Regions from separate parts of the Sus scrofa genome. Here regions 2 and 3 are each linked to region 1. A link is a contact called in public HiChIP or PLAC-seq and promoter capture Hi-C data. All regions are on one chromosome and are shown on one strand. The core of a region is the stretch at or near the end of the contact, and the rest is flanking DNA. Distances in the headings are between cores, read along the strand shown.

Region 1 (2,700 bases), core at 70-2,569:
CTAGCTCAAATGTCATCTCCTAGCTCAAATGTCATCTCCGCTGAGCCATCTCCTGCCGCCTTCCTTTCCTGCTCTGGAGCTTCCATAACACGTCCAAACCTCCGTCATTTGTTTTAAAGTCTTTCTTGCCCCTTATCCACACTTCCAACCCCAAAGAAATGAGTCTTGGAGTTCCCATTACGCCTCAGCAGGTTACGAACCTGACTAGGATCCCTGAGGATGCGGGTTCGATCCAGGCCTCGCTCAGTGGGTTAAGGATCCAGCGTTGCCATGAGCTGTGGCAGCTCAGATCTGGTGTGGCTGTGGCACAGGCCAGCAGCTGCAGCTTCGATCTGACCCCTAGCATGGGAATTTTCATATGCTGCAGGTTCAGCCCTAAAAAGTAAAAAAAAAAAAAAAAAAAAAAAAAAGGCATGAATCCTTTTTACTGTCTCACAGTACCTGGCGTTAAAGAGGCGCTTAATTGGAGTTCCCTTCATGGCACAGTGGTTGACGAATCCAACCAGGAACCATGAGGTTGCGGGTTTGATCCCTGGCCTTGCTCAGTGGGTTAAGGAGCTGTGGCATAGGTCGCAGACGTGGCTCAGATCCTATGTTGCTGTGGCTCTGGCGTAGGCCAGTGGCTACAGCTCCAATTAGACTGGGAACTTCCATATGCTGCGGGTGTGGCCCTAGAAAAGACCGGAAAAAAAAAAAAAAAAGAATCGTCTTTATGGCGACAGGATAAACTCAGGCCCTTTTCTTTCCTCATCCCTAGCAGCCTACTGGCGCAGCTGACCCTGCCTGGTGCTCCCCTGCCCCACCAGTGGCCTGTGCCCCTTATGTGTCCGCCTTCACGTCTCCCTGTCCTAACTACTTCCTGCCTTTGCCACTAGCAGTGAGGTCCCTCTCCCATTCTAGCTCTGCTCTCTGACAGCCAGGCTTACCTCGCGCGCGCGCACGCGCGTGTGTGTAGGTCTCATTATCCCCATACCCCTACACTCCTCAGATCTCTCTACCATGCCCTATTTCACCAACCATCCCCAAGAGGAATACCTGGGAGCAGGGAAAAAAGAATGAGACGTCAGGTCCAGGGAAGGTGAGATTTAGGAGAGACAAAGTAAAGGACTGGGCCACGAAGCTTGCTTACATCCTAACCCTGGCTAGGAAATTCTCTTTGCTCCTGCCCGAACCTGGACTCTTCCCTTTTTCATCACTACCACCACCCCAGTCTCCTGACACTCCCAGAAAAGACAAACCCAAAAAGGAAAGAACAGTAGTGCCTTCCTCTCCAGCCTGTCTGCCCAGACAGAACCATTCCTGACCCAAAGGAAGTGTCCTCCTGGTCCCTTTTACTGGAAAGCCACGGCAGGTCATCTGAAGCCAGGGGCCTCCACGGCACAGGTTATGTGCTAAGGAAGAGGCTGGGGGTCTCAGAGGCAGGATGAACTAAGGGCTAATGGCTGAGGATGCAAAGTAACCAGGGCCAGAAAGGGACAGGCCAAGTGGGGCCTCATTTTACCATAAGAGCCCTAGGACCCAGACAGGATAGGACCCCCCCACACCCCCAGTTGTGCAGAAGGGAAGACTGAGGGACAGAGAGAAACTGACATGCCCGAGGGGCTAGACTGGGACCACGAGCAGTTCTCTGGACTCTGAGGGTCCCCAACCCTTCTCTGCCTTAACAAAAACACTCTCATGATACCCACCTGTGTGGGTCTGGAATGGAATCCACCCAAAGCTGGCAAGCTCCAGGATGCTTGCCATACCAGGCCAAGAAGGCGGGATAAAGCAGGGGTTCATGAGAACCACATAAGTAAATGTGCAGCTCTCGGGGCCTGGTATGACTTTGGGAGGTGCGGCTGCTTGGCTTCCAGGTGGTTGGAGCTAAGTGCTAAGAAGGCAATAGAGGAGTTCCCGTCGTGGCACAGTGGTTAACGAATCCGACTAGGAACCATAAGGTTGCGGGTTCGGTCCCTGCCCTTGCTCAGTGGGTTAACGATCCTGCGTTGCCGTGAGCTGTGGTGTAGGCTGCAGACGCGGCTCGGATCCTGCGTTGCTGTGGCTCTGGCGTAGGATGGCAGCTACAGCTCCGATTGGACCCCTAGCCTGGGAACCTCCATATGCCGCGGGAGCGGCCCAAGAAATAGCAAAAAGAAAGAAGAAAAAAAAAGAAGGCAGTAGAACATTCAAGACCCCTCTCACACAAGGTTCAAGCAGCGCCTTCACATTTATCACCTCTGCAGTCTCTGAACAGCTCCAAGAACAGCTCCCCACTGTAGAGCTGGAAGCAACCAGGCCCACGGAGTTGCTTCTTGACTCTGGAACTTAAGTTCAACCAGGGTAGAACCTGAGTTCTCTGACTCCTAGCACAAATGCCCAGGCAAGGGTCCCAGGCCCACTAAAGCTCTGGTCAAGAGTGAATACATTCTTGGAGTTCCCGTCGTGGCTCAGTGGTCGACGAATCCGACTAGGAACCATGAGATTATGGGTTTGATCCCTGGCCTCGCTCAGTGCGTTAAGGATTCGGCATTGCCGTGAGCTGTGGTGTAAGTCGAAGACGCGGCTCGGATCTCACACTGCTGTAGCTCTGGCGTAGGCCAGTGGCTACAGCTCCAATTTGACCCCAAGCCTGGGAACCTCCATATGCCGTGGGATCAGCCCAAGAAATGGCAAAAAGACAAAAAAAAAAAAAAAAAAGACTGAATGCATCCCGTCATG
Region 2 (2,700 bases), core at 90-2,589, 140 kb after region 1:
GGTTTTAGGCCCCCAACACCTGCTTCCTGCCCCATTGTCTTGGACAGGAAGGAGCTGGGAAGGGAGCCGGAGCCACTTCAGGGGCCGGATCACAGCCTGTCTTGGAGCCTGATGGGGGTGGGGGGTGGGGGGTGGGCGGTGGTTTACCAGGGTCCCACATCCCGTCCCAGGATTGAGGTACTGGGGAGTCAGCCACCTTAGTTCTGCAGTCCCTCCGGATGGGAACGGTACCCCATCACCAAGTCCCCGCCCTCCTCCCAACGCCGGCGAGTCCCAAACAGACGCTGGCCGGGCCATGGGCTCTGCTTCCTTCTCAGTTTATTAGCCCCCACCCAGCCTCCAGCAAGTCCCTCCGCTCCAGCCTCCAGTCCCCTGCTGCCCCGCCAGCGAGAGCCAGGGGCCCTCCTCAGCGTCAGGGTTTTCTAAGTCCATGCAAGCGGCCCCTCGTGCGCAGCCGGGGCGGCGTTCGAGTCCCGAAGTTCACTGCAATCCCGGCGCTTGGGGACCAATCCTGGCGGGCGTCGGCGGGAAGCTGTACCCTCAATCATCTGGGGAACAGGCCAGAGGCAACTGATCGGGACTGCCCACGCTGCCAGTACTGGAGCTTCCATCGCCCAGGTCACGGGGACCGCACGGGGGCAAAGCCAGCTCGGGTGTTGGCGCAGCGCCTGAGCCCCCCGAGCCGCCGGGGCCGCCGCGGGGGCCCCACTCCTCGCCCAGCGCCAGGCAGAGCTCCTTAAGCGCCAGGTTCTCCCGCAGCAGCTCCTCCTGGCGGCCCTCCAGCTCCGCCAGCTTCTGCCAACAACCGCCTAGGTCCTCGCGCACGGCTCGGGATGCTTGGGTTCCGAAGAGCTGCCACTGGCGCGCGGCGCGCCGCCCGCGCTGGCGCTCCGAGTCCAGGAAGCAGCAGAGGTCGCGCAGCTCGCGGTTCTCAGCTTGTAGGCGCCGGTTAAGCTGCTTGAGCTCGCGGATCTCGCCCAGATGACCCTGTAGCTGCCGATTCACCTCCTGCATGAGGCGGCCGCGCTGCACCAGAGCCGCCAGGCGCGCCGCCTCCTCCCGCCGCAGGCGCCGCACCAGCTCCTCCTTGCCCAGAGCCGCCATCTCCTCATCCGTCAGCTCCTCCAGGCCGCCCGTCTCGGCCTCCATGGCTGCTCAGGCCTCTGGAGCATCGCCTGCCCGCCGCCGCGGCCCAGGAGCCCCACGACGAGCTCCGCGGCGCCGGGGTTCTAGCACCCGCTCGGCAGACGGTCTGTGGTTAAGCGAGCGTAGGATGCAGCAGTCGAGCGGGGGTGGGCACGCGGCGGGGCGCGCGCCGGGGCGGGGCCACATGACGTTAAGGAACGACAGCCAATCTGGGAAAGCCTCCTCGGAAAGGGGCGGGACCTGGGCGCCGGGGTGGGGGCGAGAGAGGGAGGGCGAGGGAGAGTGGACCGTTTTCGGACTGCGGAGTCCCCGACCCTCGTGCACCTTGGGTACCCGCGTCACCGACCTCTGTTCCAGTCAACCCTAAACTAGGCGCTTCGAACTTCCCAATTCCCAACATCCTCAGGCTCGAGCCTAGGCCTCTCGGCTCCTCCCGAGAACTAAGAATCGGATGGCGGGGGTGGGGGTGGGGGTTCCCACCCTCCTGCCCACCCGCCCCCGACGGAACCTAGACGGGCCGCCTTTCCATCCTTCCTAGCTTAGCTTGAGCTCGACAGTCTCGGCTCACTGAGTTTCGCTCCCAGTCCTCGGAACCCTAAATCCTAAGGTCCTGGCTCACCATCGGCCTACCCTCCCCCTCACGGAGTGTTCCTGCTCGGTGGGAGAGGCATACAAGGGATTCGTTTCTTCAGAAAACCTTTCTTTTTTTTCTTTTTTCAAAAAACCATTATTGTGTGTGAGATCCACGCAGAAATAAACTTAATCAAAATCCTATACTGTCCTCAAAGAGATCTTAATTTAGCAGAAGAGACAAGCTGTGCTAAATCCAAGAAGCAAATGGAGAAAGAGCATATTTTGAGGGACTGCCTTCCACCCGCAAAAGTTTTCCCAATAGAGGTGATATCTGAGGGACTCTAAAAGATGCATAGGGGAGTTCCCATCGTGGCGCAGTGGTTAACGAATCCGACAAGTAACCATGAGGTTTTGGGTTCAATCCCTGGCCTTGTTCAGTGGCTTAAGGATCCAGCATTGCCGTGAGCTGTGGTGTAGGTCGAAGTTTCGGCTTGGCTCGGATCCTGCATTGCTGTGGTTCTGGCCTAGGCGGTGGCTACAGCCCCGATTTGACCCCTAGCCTGAGAACCTCCACATGCCGATCAAAAAAAAAAAAAAAAAAAAAAGCATAGGACTGGAGTTCCTGTTGTGAGTCAGCGGTTCAAACCCAACTAGTATCTATGACGACATGGGTTCCATCCCTGACCCCTCTCAGTAAGTTAAGGATCTGGTGGTGAGTTGCGGTGACGGTCACAGACCCAGCTGGGATCTGGTGTGGCTGTGGCACAGGCTGGAGGCTGCAGCTCCAATTTGACCCTTAGCCTGAGAACTTCCATATGCCGCAGGTGCAGCCCTAAAAAAACAAAAAACAAAAAACAAAACAACAACAAAAAATAGGACTTTGGCAAGTAAGGAGAAAACTATTTCAGGGACAGGGAGTGGCACGATGAAAGTCACTGCGGGTGGGAAAGGGCCTAGCTGCTTTAACAACAATGAAAATAG
Region 3 (2,700 bases), core at 102-2,601, 240 kb after region 1:
AGGGAGCCTGCAGATCAAGGGTCAAAGTCGGTTGGTTAATTACAACCTCTCCCCCTCGGAGCCGGAGCCGCGGGGCAGGGTGTTCAGCACATCCCCCGCCCCACCCCCAAGGCCTGAGGAGGGGGAGTTCCGAGGGAAACTGGGCAGCTCCTGACCAAAGATTCTTTTGGGGGTTGGGGAGGACAGGACAGAAGGAGAAGGAGGAAGATGGAAACAACTGGGATTACTCATACAAGTTGATGCCGACGCTGTCAAAGCGTCTTCCGAAAATAACTGGGCACACCAGCTTCCACCCGGCCCGGCCCCCTGGCTGGGCGGTGGGCTCCTTAAAACCTCTTTTAGCTCAAACGTATCCTCTGTAAAGTTGAAAGAGATGCATTTCTAACAGGGCTAGTGGGGCGCAGCCGGGCGCCTGCCCTGCGGTCTCCACGCTCCCCACTGCCGGGAGCTCTCTGCTGGCGCGACCCTCACTGTGACCTTCTGGCCACCAAGGTTGGGGGTCAGAGAGATCAACGCAGGTGACTTCAGCTCTAGGCCTTCTCTTACATTTTGCACAAACCACGGCCGAAACTCCAGCTCGCTCCCTGCACCTCCCCAAAGTGGCATCGCTTCAGTGCCCTCCTCCCGCCTCATAAAAGTCCGGGGTTTCTGGATTTACGACGCGAGAGTTGGAGGGTCGCTTGAGTAGTGACACACCCCGTTGCCTCGCCTGTGCCACGGCGCGGGCCGGTGGCGGGGAGGGCAGCACCGCGCGGGCCCGCGCCCCTCGGACCCGCCTGCCCCCTGCCCGACCGCCTGGGAACCGCTGTCGTCCCGCACTTGGCGGCCCCCGCCCCCACCTGCCGGCTCCTTCCGCCGGCCCTGCCCTCCCCACCCCACCGCCCCCGGGGTTGGCCGCGCCGCGGGCTAACGGGGCCGCGGCCGCTTAAACATTAAATCGGGCGCCCCAGCTGCGCTGGCCGCCCGGCTCCGCGCCACTGCGCCCCGCACGCCGGCCCCCTCGTCGGGGCCCCGCCGCCCGTTCGGGGCGCGGGCCTCGGGGTGCACGGGCCCGGCGCCTCACCTGGTACGTAGATCTCGCCACGCTCCTCGTCGGGGAGCTCGCTCCAGTTCCGTTTGCACGTGGAGACGCACGGCTTCTTCACCAGAAACGCGCGGGGCATTTTTGAACCTTCCTCGCCGGGCACCGGCCGCTTCCGTAACTAGAGCCGGAGCCGTCCCACCTTTCCCGGGCCGGGCTGGCGGCGGCGGGCGGCGGCGGCGGGGAGGGGGGGGCAGGTCGGGAAAGGTGTCGCCGAAGCGTCCCGCGTTCCGCCGGGAGGACGTGCCTGGGACGGCGCGCGCCCGTTTCAACTCCGCGGAGCTGTCGCGGTCCTCCGTCCGAACGAGGTTGCCTTGCAGCCAGGTGCACCGGGCGGCGACGGAAGCGGCAGGTAAGCGTCTCCCGGCGCGACTGGCGTCCTCCGCGGCCCTCGGGAAGTCTTAAAGTGCGAGCCGGCCGGACGGGTTCACGCTTTATTGGCTCGCGGCGGTGTGTGTTGGTGGCTGGGGCGGGGAGGGGGGTGATCCGAGCTAATTAGCTTGGAGTGGCCTGGGAGGCGACGGCGCATGCGTTGGGAAATAACGGTGGCAACCCACCTATTTGTTACCTGTCGAACCGGTTTCCATTCCGCTGCCGGTGAGGTGGCCTCGCGGCCTGGGCGGGGTGGCGGGGTGGCCGGGCGGGGGCGGCGGGGGGGGGCAGGCGGAGGGCACCCAGCACCCCGCTGCCCTGCAGGACCTCCCAGCGGGAGTGCCAGCGCTCGTCAACCGGAGTTTCGGAGGGAACAGAGGAGGGGAGGGAGGGAGGGAGGGGCAGGGGCAACGTTACTTGGTGCTCGCAGGCTCCAAAGGGTGATGAAACTCGCCGGACTGGGCCCGGCGCGCCCCGGGCGCCTGGGGAGGCGCGAAGCCGTCGGGCGGGACTGGGCGGCCCGGTCCACACTTGTTGAACCGGGCCTGAGCCCAGGCGGCCCCGGGTCCCAAAGGCCTGGCTGAGCAATTCGTGGTTCAGCCCAGAGGTATTTGCTGGTCGCCGGCTCCGTGCGGAAAGGCACGCGGGGCCGCAGGAGCGCTCAGGCCGGCAGGCGGGCAGGCCCCGCCGCAATACGAAGCGGAGAGCGCCCGCCCGACCAGGGGCCGAGCCCTGCCGGGAGCCTGCCTTCTGGCGGGGTGAGTACGGAAGGCTTAGTGGAGGAAGGCGCGTTTAAACCGCTGAGTCCACCGTGATCCCCAAAGACCCCAGCGCTTTAGTCATGGGGGTTTGTACCCCCCACCAAAGTCCTCATCAGATTCCCAAATGGCCGGATATCAGGTACAGCAAGACTGGAGGTGAGCAGAGGACAGAGGACCCAACTTACTTGGCCTGGCTCCACAGAGCTCCTGCTTTACCCCCACAGCCCAGCCTCGGCTGAAGACCCCTCCCTCCAACCATTCACCGCCCACTGCGCAGTCCCCAGGCCCAGCCTCCTGGAGGGAGGTCCCGCCCACCACAGAAGCTGAGAAGTGCTTGGTGGCCTCCAGTGAGACACAGTAACTGAGTCTACAGCCACTAGGCTTCTCTTCCCAGCTGATCTGAAAAGGGCAGGGATGGGACCCCTTCCTCTTTTTAGCCCTCCTCCCTCCCACATGTGAAATAAACTAATATTTCAGAGTCACTGC

Evidence for each region. Promoter capture Hi-C pulls out the DNA fragments that hold promoters and counts their contacts. HiChIP or PLAC-seq counts read pairs in DNA pulled down with a chosen protein or histone mark.
Region 2: a contact with region 1 is called in an H3K27ac HiChIP or PLAC-seq map of alveolar macrophages. The contact joins the promoter of CCDC85B here to the promoter of SF3B2 in region 1. A contact is called at or near these places in 2 of 47 Hi-C or Micro-C datasets (embryonic fibroblasts and epiblast stem cells) and 2 of 2 datasets of contacts at active chromatin or transcription factors (alveolar macrophages and skeletal muscle).
Region 3: a contact with region 1 is called in a promoter capture Hi-C map of fetal liver, with 2.2 times the contacts expected there. The contact joins the promoter of AP5B1 here to the promoter of SF3B2 in region 1. A contact is called at or near these places in 1 of 5 promoter capture datasets (fetal liver), 1 of 47 Hi-C or Micro-C datasets (liver) and 1 of 2 datasets of contacts at active chromatin or transcription factors (alveolar macrophages).

The regions. Positions count from the first base shown.
Region 1 is chr2:6,294,231-6,296,930 of Sscrofa11.1, forward strand. SF3B2 (splicing factor 3B subunit 2) reads right to left here and starts at 1,320. Exons shown (of 22, transcript XM_003122505.4): 1 at 1-1,320.
Region 2 is chr2:6,436,489-6,439,188 of Sscrofa11.1, forward strand. CCDC85B (coiled-coil domain-containing protein 85B) reads right to left here and starts at 1,340. Exons shown (of 1, transcript XM_003122520.4): 1 at 299-1,340. The coding sequence starts at 1,149. The coding sequence ends at 541.
Region 3 is chr2:6,537,433-6,540,132 of Sscrofa11.1, forward strand. AP5B1 (AP-5 complex subunit beta-1) reads left to right here and starts at 1,352. Exons shown (of 3, transcript XM_021082823.1): 1 at 1,352-1,433. OVOL1 (putative transcription factor Ovo-like 1) reads right to left here and starts at 1,560. Exons shown (of 4, transcript XM_003122528.4): 1 at 1,064-1,560. The coding sequence starts at 1,163.